2 separate regions of the Muntiacus reevesi genome follow, and region 2 is linked to region 1. A link is a contact called in public Hi-C data. All regions are on one chromosome and are shown on one strand. The core of a region is the stretch at or near the end of the contact, and the rest is flanking DNA. Distances in the headings are between cores, read along the strand shown. Region 1 holds the start of RRM2 (ribonucleotide reductase regulatory subunit M2). Region 2 holds the start of HPCAL1 (hippocalcin like 1).

Region 1 (3,569 bases), core at 532-3,031:
ACTGGTTGCCTCACACTTCCGTTTTTGTATCATTATAAGCTAGACATAGCAATTCATTTTCATTCATTGCAAGGAGGATGCACTCAAGACATAGATGTGACCAGTTATTAAAAAAAAAGCAAAGCCACAAAATGGAGAGCAAATAGATAGTTACTAGGGTTCTGGATGTATTACTATCACTTAGTTAAGTCGCTCAGTCGTGTCCGACTCTTTGTGACCCTGTGGACTGTAGCCCATCAGGCTCCTCTGTCCATGGGATTCTCCAGGCAAGAATACTGGAGTGGGTTGCCATTTCCTTCACATAACATTGCCTTAACATTGTTTCTGCACAGTTGAGGGAAAAAAATACCATAAGGAAGAAAATAACTGTAAAGTACACTATAGAACAGAAAATGCCATAGAATATAAAACCCTGGTTTACAGATATAGATATATACATCTTCAGTGTGCAAAATTTTAAAAGACAAAAAAGAGAATTGTTAGTTCTCACGTAAATCTTGAGTAAAGGTACTTTTTCCGGGGCTGGGGGGAGGGGTGGGAGACAGGGGGAACTCACCAAATTTTCATTTACTATGCCATCACTTGCTGCAAAGAAAGCCAGCACATGGGAAATAAAATATCTCTCCTCAGGCTTCAGAGCTTCCCAGTGCTGAATGTCCTTGGAAAGGTCCACCTGAAATACAGAAGTTCACAAAGGGTTCAAGCCGGCAGGACCTTCACACATACGCCTAATGGTTCAACTTTAATAAGTCTACTAGCACCACCTGATTTATATACCCCTCCCATATTCTGCCAATTTGAACATCTCACATCCTGAGTGGACAACCATTCCAAACAGGGATAGGGAGAACAGCAAAGCATATTTTAAACATGTTATAGCCGGCCCGGCTGGGGTCTTCCTCTAGAGAGGCAATGGGCAAAGGGTCTTTTAAGTCTCCTAGTTGCTGCATCTGATTACCTCCTCAGCTGTCCAAAAGGAAGCCTCAGCTTTCTTATACATCTGCCAAATATCATGGTATTCGATAGGAAAGATGACAAAGCGGCGGGGGTTTTCTCTCAGAAGTGGTTCGTCCTCCACACTGGGGGCAGATAGCTTAGGGTTCTGTTGGGAGAGGAAAATGTAAGGGGAAAAAAATGTTAAGTATAGGGCGAATCATGAAACTGTCATTTCTTTTTCAAGCAGAATACCTCCAATGATCAGAAATCCCATGGGCCTGAATGTAAGTCGGTTGTCATACTTGGATTTTATGGGAGTATAGAGAAATAGGAAATGTCCAGATGTGCAATGGTGCTGGGGAGGGAACAGACTTTGGCGGGAAGGCAGCGCGGGCCCGGGAAAGGTGGGTAGGGTTTGAGAGCAGACAATGAGGCTTTGGCGCCAAGCAGGCTCCGCCCGCACCGCCTTGCCTGCAGCGCCCCCTCGCCGCGCGCCCCCGCCGCAGCCCACCTACTCACCGGCTCTGAGGGCTCCTGGAAGATCCTCCTCGCGGTCTTGCTGGCCAGCACACGGGTCCCGCTGAGGGAAGGGGGCTGTAGGGAGGTGCGTGGTCAGAGGCCTGCCCGCGCCCCAACCCACCCACAGGACTCCGCCGCCCTGCCCCCGACCCCCGCCCCCCGGGGCGCTCACAGTGTTCTCCTTGTCCGCTAGGCTGAGCCCCTTCAGGGGCGAGAGCTGCTGCTGCTGCGGGTCAGCGATGGTGGCGAGCGGGACGCGGACGGAGAGCATGGTGGCGAGAAGGTCAGTGCGGTGGGGCTGCGCGCGAGTCCCGAGAGCCCCTGCAAGGCCCCGCGGGGGAATATTTAAAACCCCAGGCGCCGGCCCAGTGGGCGGGGCCACTTCCCCATTGGCTGGATCCCGGCTGGCCCCGCCCACCCCACACAGATTCAAGCGCAGCGCGGGAGCTCAGTCTGGCCCCCAGGCCCTGCCCTCCCGGGACCCCCGGGCACCTGCCCCTCCCAGGCCTCTGGGGGGCCGCGAGCGCCGCCGCCCGCCTCCCCGAAGACCTCGTCGGACAAAGGCTGCAGCCCCTGCGCGCTCCGTGCGCCCTAGCGGGCGCGAGGGCACTCTCGCGCGTCCCCGGAACGGTTTGGGATTGAATGAAGCAACGCGATTGGAGCCCGCCGGCCCGCGAGCGGGAGCGAATTCCCCACCCCCGCGGAGCCCCACCTCTCTGAAGACGTCTCTGGAACCCGGTTCTCGGTTCCGCGTAAATAGTTTTTGCAGATGAGCTTGGTACGGAGGCCCGTAAAACGCCCCTGACTGCGAGGGAGATGTGGCTGCGGCGATCTGGATACGTGTGTGTACCCGGATGGGGGTTCCAGGTCCCTGAGGCCCGGCAAAGGTGGGGGCTGGCCGGTGGTGACCGCCTAACGGTTAGAGCCGCGGAACTACAGGGTCCCCGGGGTGCAGTGGCTGTGTCCCTTGGACACGTCATCTGTTGTCCCCTCGCTGGTAAAATGGGCTTGTAGCCATATCTAAGCTGCGGGCTTTCTAATAAAACGAGAAGACTAAATGAGGTAATTCATGAACAATACGAAGTCCATTGTAAACCTTCAAGCTGATAACAGAGAGGGTCTTTGGTGAAGTTTCCCCCTGAAATCTCGTCCTCAACGTCGACAGTGTTTTAAAAATTGCAAACTGAGCGAAGATTCAGAGAAAAAGTTCCGAGAATGATTGAATAACTAGGACTTCATATACTCCTTTAAAAGTGAAAAGTGAAGTCCACTCAGTCATGTCCGACTCTTTGCGACCCCATGAACTGTAGCCTGCCAGACTGCTCTGTCCATGGAATTTTCCAGGCAAGGATACTGGAGTGGGTTGCCATTTCCTTCTCTAGGGGATATTCCCAAACCAGGGATCGAACCCCGGTCTCCCGCACTGCAGGCAGACGTTTGACGTCTGAGCCACCAGGGAAGCCCAAATAAGCCCATTTACTGCGTATTGGGCCTCAAAGAGCTTGAAGAGGAGGTTGAAACCCTCCATTGGGGTGATGGTGGAGGCATAAACTTAGTAATATTTTAATTTTACTTTACACTTGGTCTTTCAAATTTGCCATAGATTTTTGCCCTGCATGTGGCAAAACGCCAGAAATGACTGATGAGACAGAAGTGTTAGGATCCAGGAAAGAAATGATTAACCAGGATAAGCTCTAACAGCTCACACACTCAGGGCTGTCACTGAGTGAGGCTTGGACTTTGTACACTGTCTTTTCTAGATACAATACTTTAAATAGGTGAGGGTAGGGAAGGATACCCTCCCCACAGAGGTCTATTTCTTAGAGTACTGTATACTGTGTTTAAAGTATTCTCTAAGCCTGAGAAGAAAGGTCAGCGACCATCACATCTCTTAGACAAAGCAACAACTAAAACTTTGGTCTCAATCATGTGTTTGAAAGCAAGTCACAGACATTGTCAATTTCCCCGTTGGCATGTACCTCCAGAAAATGGGTATTTTTATTGACAGATGTGGTCATAACTTTATCAGCCATAAAACTAACAAAACTATCGAGAAGTCCTTGGTATCCTCTAATACCTGACTCACATTCCGATTTCGGGTAATTCATATCCGA
Region 2 (3,491 bases), core at 276-2,775, 160 kb before region 1:
CCGAGATGCGTCTCTGCGGCGAGTGCCACTTTCTCACCGCTGGGCTCCCAGATGGCAGATCCGCACGCCCCTGGGGAGTAGGCACTTGTTGAACAAAAGGGCTCCCGACTCCCGCAGCCTCTGCTTTCGGCCAGGAGAGGGACCCCCGCTCGGACGCGCCAGGCTTAGCGGCTGGAGAAGGGCGGGCGCCCGGCGCTGCGCGCTCCTACACCTTCCAGGCGGCGCCGGCCCGGAGCAGAGGCGGGGAGACGGCACCGCCGGCCGCCTAAACTTTCTCGGGTCTCCGAGCTTCATGGTTAAGTTAGGGTGGCGGGAGAAGCACACGACACACGGGGCGGGGGTGGGGGGGTGTGGAACAGGAGCCTCTCCCACCATAAAGGGGGAAAGAAAGGATTTTTTTAAAGTGAGACGCTAATCCAGTTAACATAACACCTACTGTGTGCCCGGCACTCGGCCCAACGAGAGAGAGCTACAGTGTTTCTCATTTTAACCGTCACGACAGACCCCGAGGGAGGGGGGAACTGTCCCCATTTGATAAGAAAACCGCGATCCGGGATGGTGGCGTATCTGGCACAGGTGGCGCGGGCGCGAGTCCCCGCGATGCCCCGGCTTCTAACTCCGCCGCAGGGCTCTGCCCGCCGCCCCTCCGCCTGGGAAGGGGCGAGCAGACGGCCGCCGAGCCGGCCCCCTCCCCTGGCCAGAGCGCACAGGCGACTCACGTGGACCGCGCGGACCTGTCCCCGGGTGGGGGTCGCCGGCTGTCCCCGAAGCTCGGGCTAGCCACCCCCCACCCCGGGCCTCGGATCCCTGCTCTGTCTGTAGCTCCGCACTGCGCTGGCCGGCCGGGACCCGCGCGGCTCTGCGCTCGGGTCTGGTCCGCCCACGCCCACCTTGCCCATCCGCACCCCGACACGCACAGCCGCTCACACACGATACACACTCCGCGCACCGGTCCCCACCAGCAACTGCGCCCCGACACGATTCCACAAACGCAGCCCCCAAATGTGCCGATTCCAGCTGCACACACGGATGCCCCACGAGGACACGCCATTCCAGGGACACACCGCCGTACTCAGTCAACCACAACTCCACAGCGCAGAGAAACACAATCGCCGCCGGCACACGCGCACACAAGCACACACACGCACACACATACACGCAGAGAGCCCGACCGCAGCACACGCTCCGCACTACCCGCAGCCCAACCCCTTTCCTACCTGCTCCGTCGCAGGACGCGATCTGTCGAGCTCCCCGAGCCCAAGTTCCGCGCCGCCGGCACTGGGGGCGGGCACTGGCAGCTACGAGGGACTGGCGCGCCGAGGCCAGGGAAGGGGTGCCTAGGAGCGCGGGCCTCCGTGCGCCCGCAGCCGCCGCGCTGGCCCTCCTCTCATCGCCTCGCAGAAAGACAAAAGGAAGCCGGCAGAGAGGGAGGGAGCGAGGTGGAGGCGCCCGTGCGTCCGCAGAGCCGCCAGTCCGCCGCCTGCAGTCGCCGCGGCCCGCCCGCCAGCCCCGGGAAGGAAGGGGACGCGAAGGCGGGGCCCGGAGGCGGGGGCCGGAGGCGGGGCGCGAGCTCAAGTTTCCTGCAGACCCGCCCCCGCTCGGCCACGCCCCTCCGTTTAACCCCGCCCACCAACCCACTTTGGTCCCTCCCCCGGCTCTAACCCTGCCCTCTTCTGGCCCTGCCGCGCCCCGCCCCCGCCCTCTCCACGCCGGCCCCTTGCTGCCCCGCGTGGATCTCGAGGTAGGGGGCGGAACCAAGCGCCAGCTCCGCCTTCCTAACCTTTGGCCCCTGGCCTGAGAGTATGGGAGAGGCCTGTGGGGCGGTGCCCGGGAGAGGCCCGCCCCGCGTCCTCCCGGGTTCTCTGCCAGGAAGTGCGGCCCCGGTGGCCCAGGACGGGGAAGAAGCCTCTCAAGTCGCCCCAGGCCGCCGGCCAGGCCCCTTCTGGTACCACCCCCCTGCCCGTCCTGTAAGCAGATGGCCCCAACCTTCCCGCGTGTGGTTCAGGGAAGGAGCACGGGGGCCTGGCGGAGGGAGGCCTGGGTTCCAGTTCTGGTGGCCTTTGCTGACTCGAGGCCGTTTGGACAGGTCCCTTGGACTCCTTCCGGCTTCCCTGGTGTCTCAGCTGGTAAAAGAATCCGCCTGCATTGAGGGAGACCTGGGTTCGATCCCTGGGTTGGGAAGATCCCCTGGAGAAGGGAAAGGCTACCCACTCCAATATTCTTGGGCTTCCCTTGTGACTCAGCTGGTAAAGAATACACCTGCAGTGCGGGAGACCTGGGTTCAATCGCTGGATTGGGAAGATCCCCTGGAGAAGGGAATGGCAACCCACTCCAGTATTCTGGCCTGGAGAATTCCATGGACTGTACAGTCCATGGGATCACAAAGGGTTGGACAGGACTGAGCGACTTTCACTTATTTCATTTAGTATAACATCCTCGAGGTTCATCCACGTTGGAGCATGTGACATGATTTCCTTCCATATTAAAGCTGAATACTATTCCATTATATGTAGAAGGGCTTCCTTGATAGCTCAGTTCGTAAAGAATCTGCCTGCAATGTGGGACACCTGGGTTCGATCCCTAGGTTGGGAAGATCCCCTGGGGAAGGGAAAGGCTACCCACTCCAGTATTCTTGGGCTTCCCTTGTGGCTCAGCTGGTAAAGAATCTGCCTGCAATGCGGGAGACCCGGGTTTGATCCCTGGGTGGGGAAGGTCCCCTAGAGAAGGGAACAGTTACCCACTCCAGTATTCTGGCCTGGAGAATTCTATGGACTGTACAGTCCATGGGGTCACAAAGAGTCGGACACAACTGAGTGACTTTCACTGACTTGACTTGGACTCCTTCAGCCTCGGTTTCCCCACCTGTAAAATGGACAGGAGCAGGCTTCTTCTGGCTCCTCCCTCCCTGACATTCTGTGGGTCTTTGGTCTCTGCTGAAGAAGGGGCTTGGTTGCCATCTCATCCTCTGGTCTAAGAGCCGCTAGGTCTCAGGGGGAGGTGGACCCATGTTTCCTGCAGACTTTCCCGTCTGCCTGCCGTGTGGTGAGCAGCTAGCAGGCAAAAATGGGGGTCTGTGCCTCCCAAGGCACCCTGCCAGTGGCTTCAGAAAATCTGGGTTCTAGAAGAGCAGATATGCACACGCCCCCACCTCTACCATCACCACCCACCCCAAACATCCCCGAAGAAAGGTAACCACAGAAACAGCCATAAATGTGGAGCTGGGCCTTAGTGTTAGGCTGAGACAAACTGTCTTCCTAGCGTCTCCAGGGGAAAACTCAAATCTCCATCAAATCCTCCTCCACAAAAGCACGGTGAGTGGAACCCCCACCACTCGGGAGGCTGCAGAGAGAAATGGTGGTGGGTGGCTTTGGGGGGAATTGGCTGGTGGCAGGGGGGCCGGCAGGCAAGGTGGTCTGAACCCAGACCCCTTTTTCTGCAGGCAAATGACAAAACTGTACCCGGAGGGAGTAAGTCTCTTAGGCAGCCCTGAG

The links. A called contact is a pair of places that touch in the nucleus more often than the background predicts.
Region 2: a Hi-C map of muscle shows a contact between it and region 1, with 3 times the contacts expected there. The contact joins the promoter of HPCAL1 here to the promoter of RRM2 in region 1. A contact is called at or near these places in 2 of 3 Hi-C or Micro-C datasets (blood and muscle).

The regions. Positions count from the first base shown.
Region 1 is chr3:18,672,977-18,676,545 of mMunRee1.1, reverse strand. RRM2 (ribonucleotide reductase regulatory subunit M2) reads right to left here and starts at 1,781. Exons shown (of 10, transcript XM_065928584.1): 1 at 1,628-1,781; 2 at 1,456-1,530; 3 at 959-1,102; 4 at 557-673. The coding sequence starts at 1,726.
Region 2 is chr3:18,828,869-18,832,359 of mMunRee1.1, reverse strand. HPCAL1 (hippocalcin like 1) reads right to left here and starts at 1,525. Exons shown (of 5, transcript XM_065928585.1): 1 at 1,218-1,525.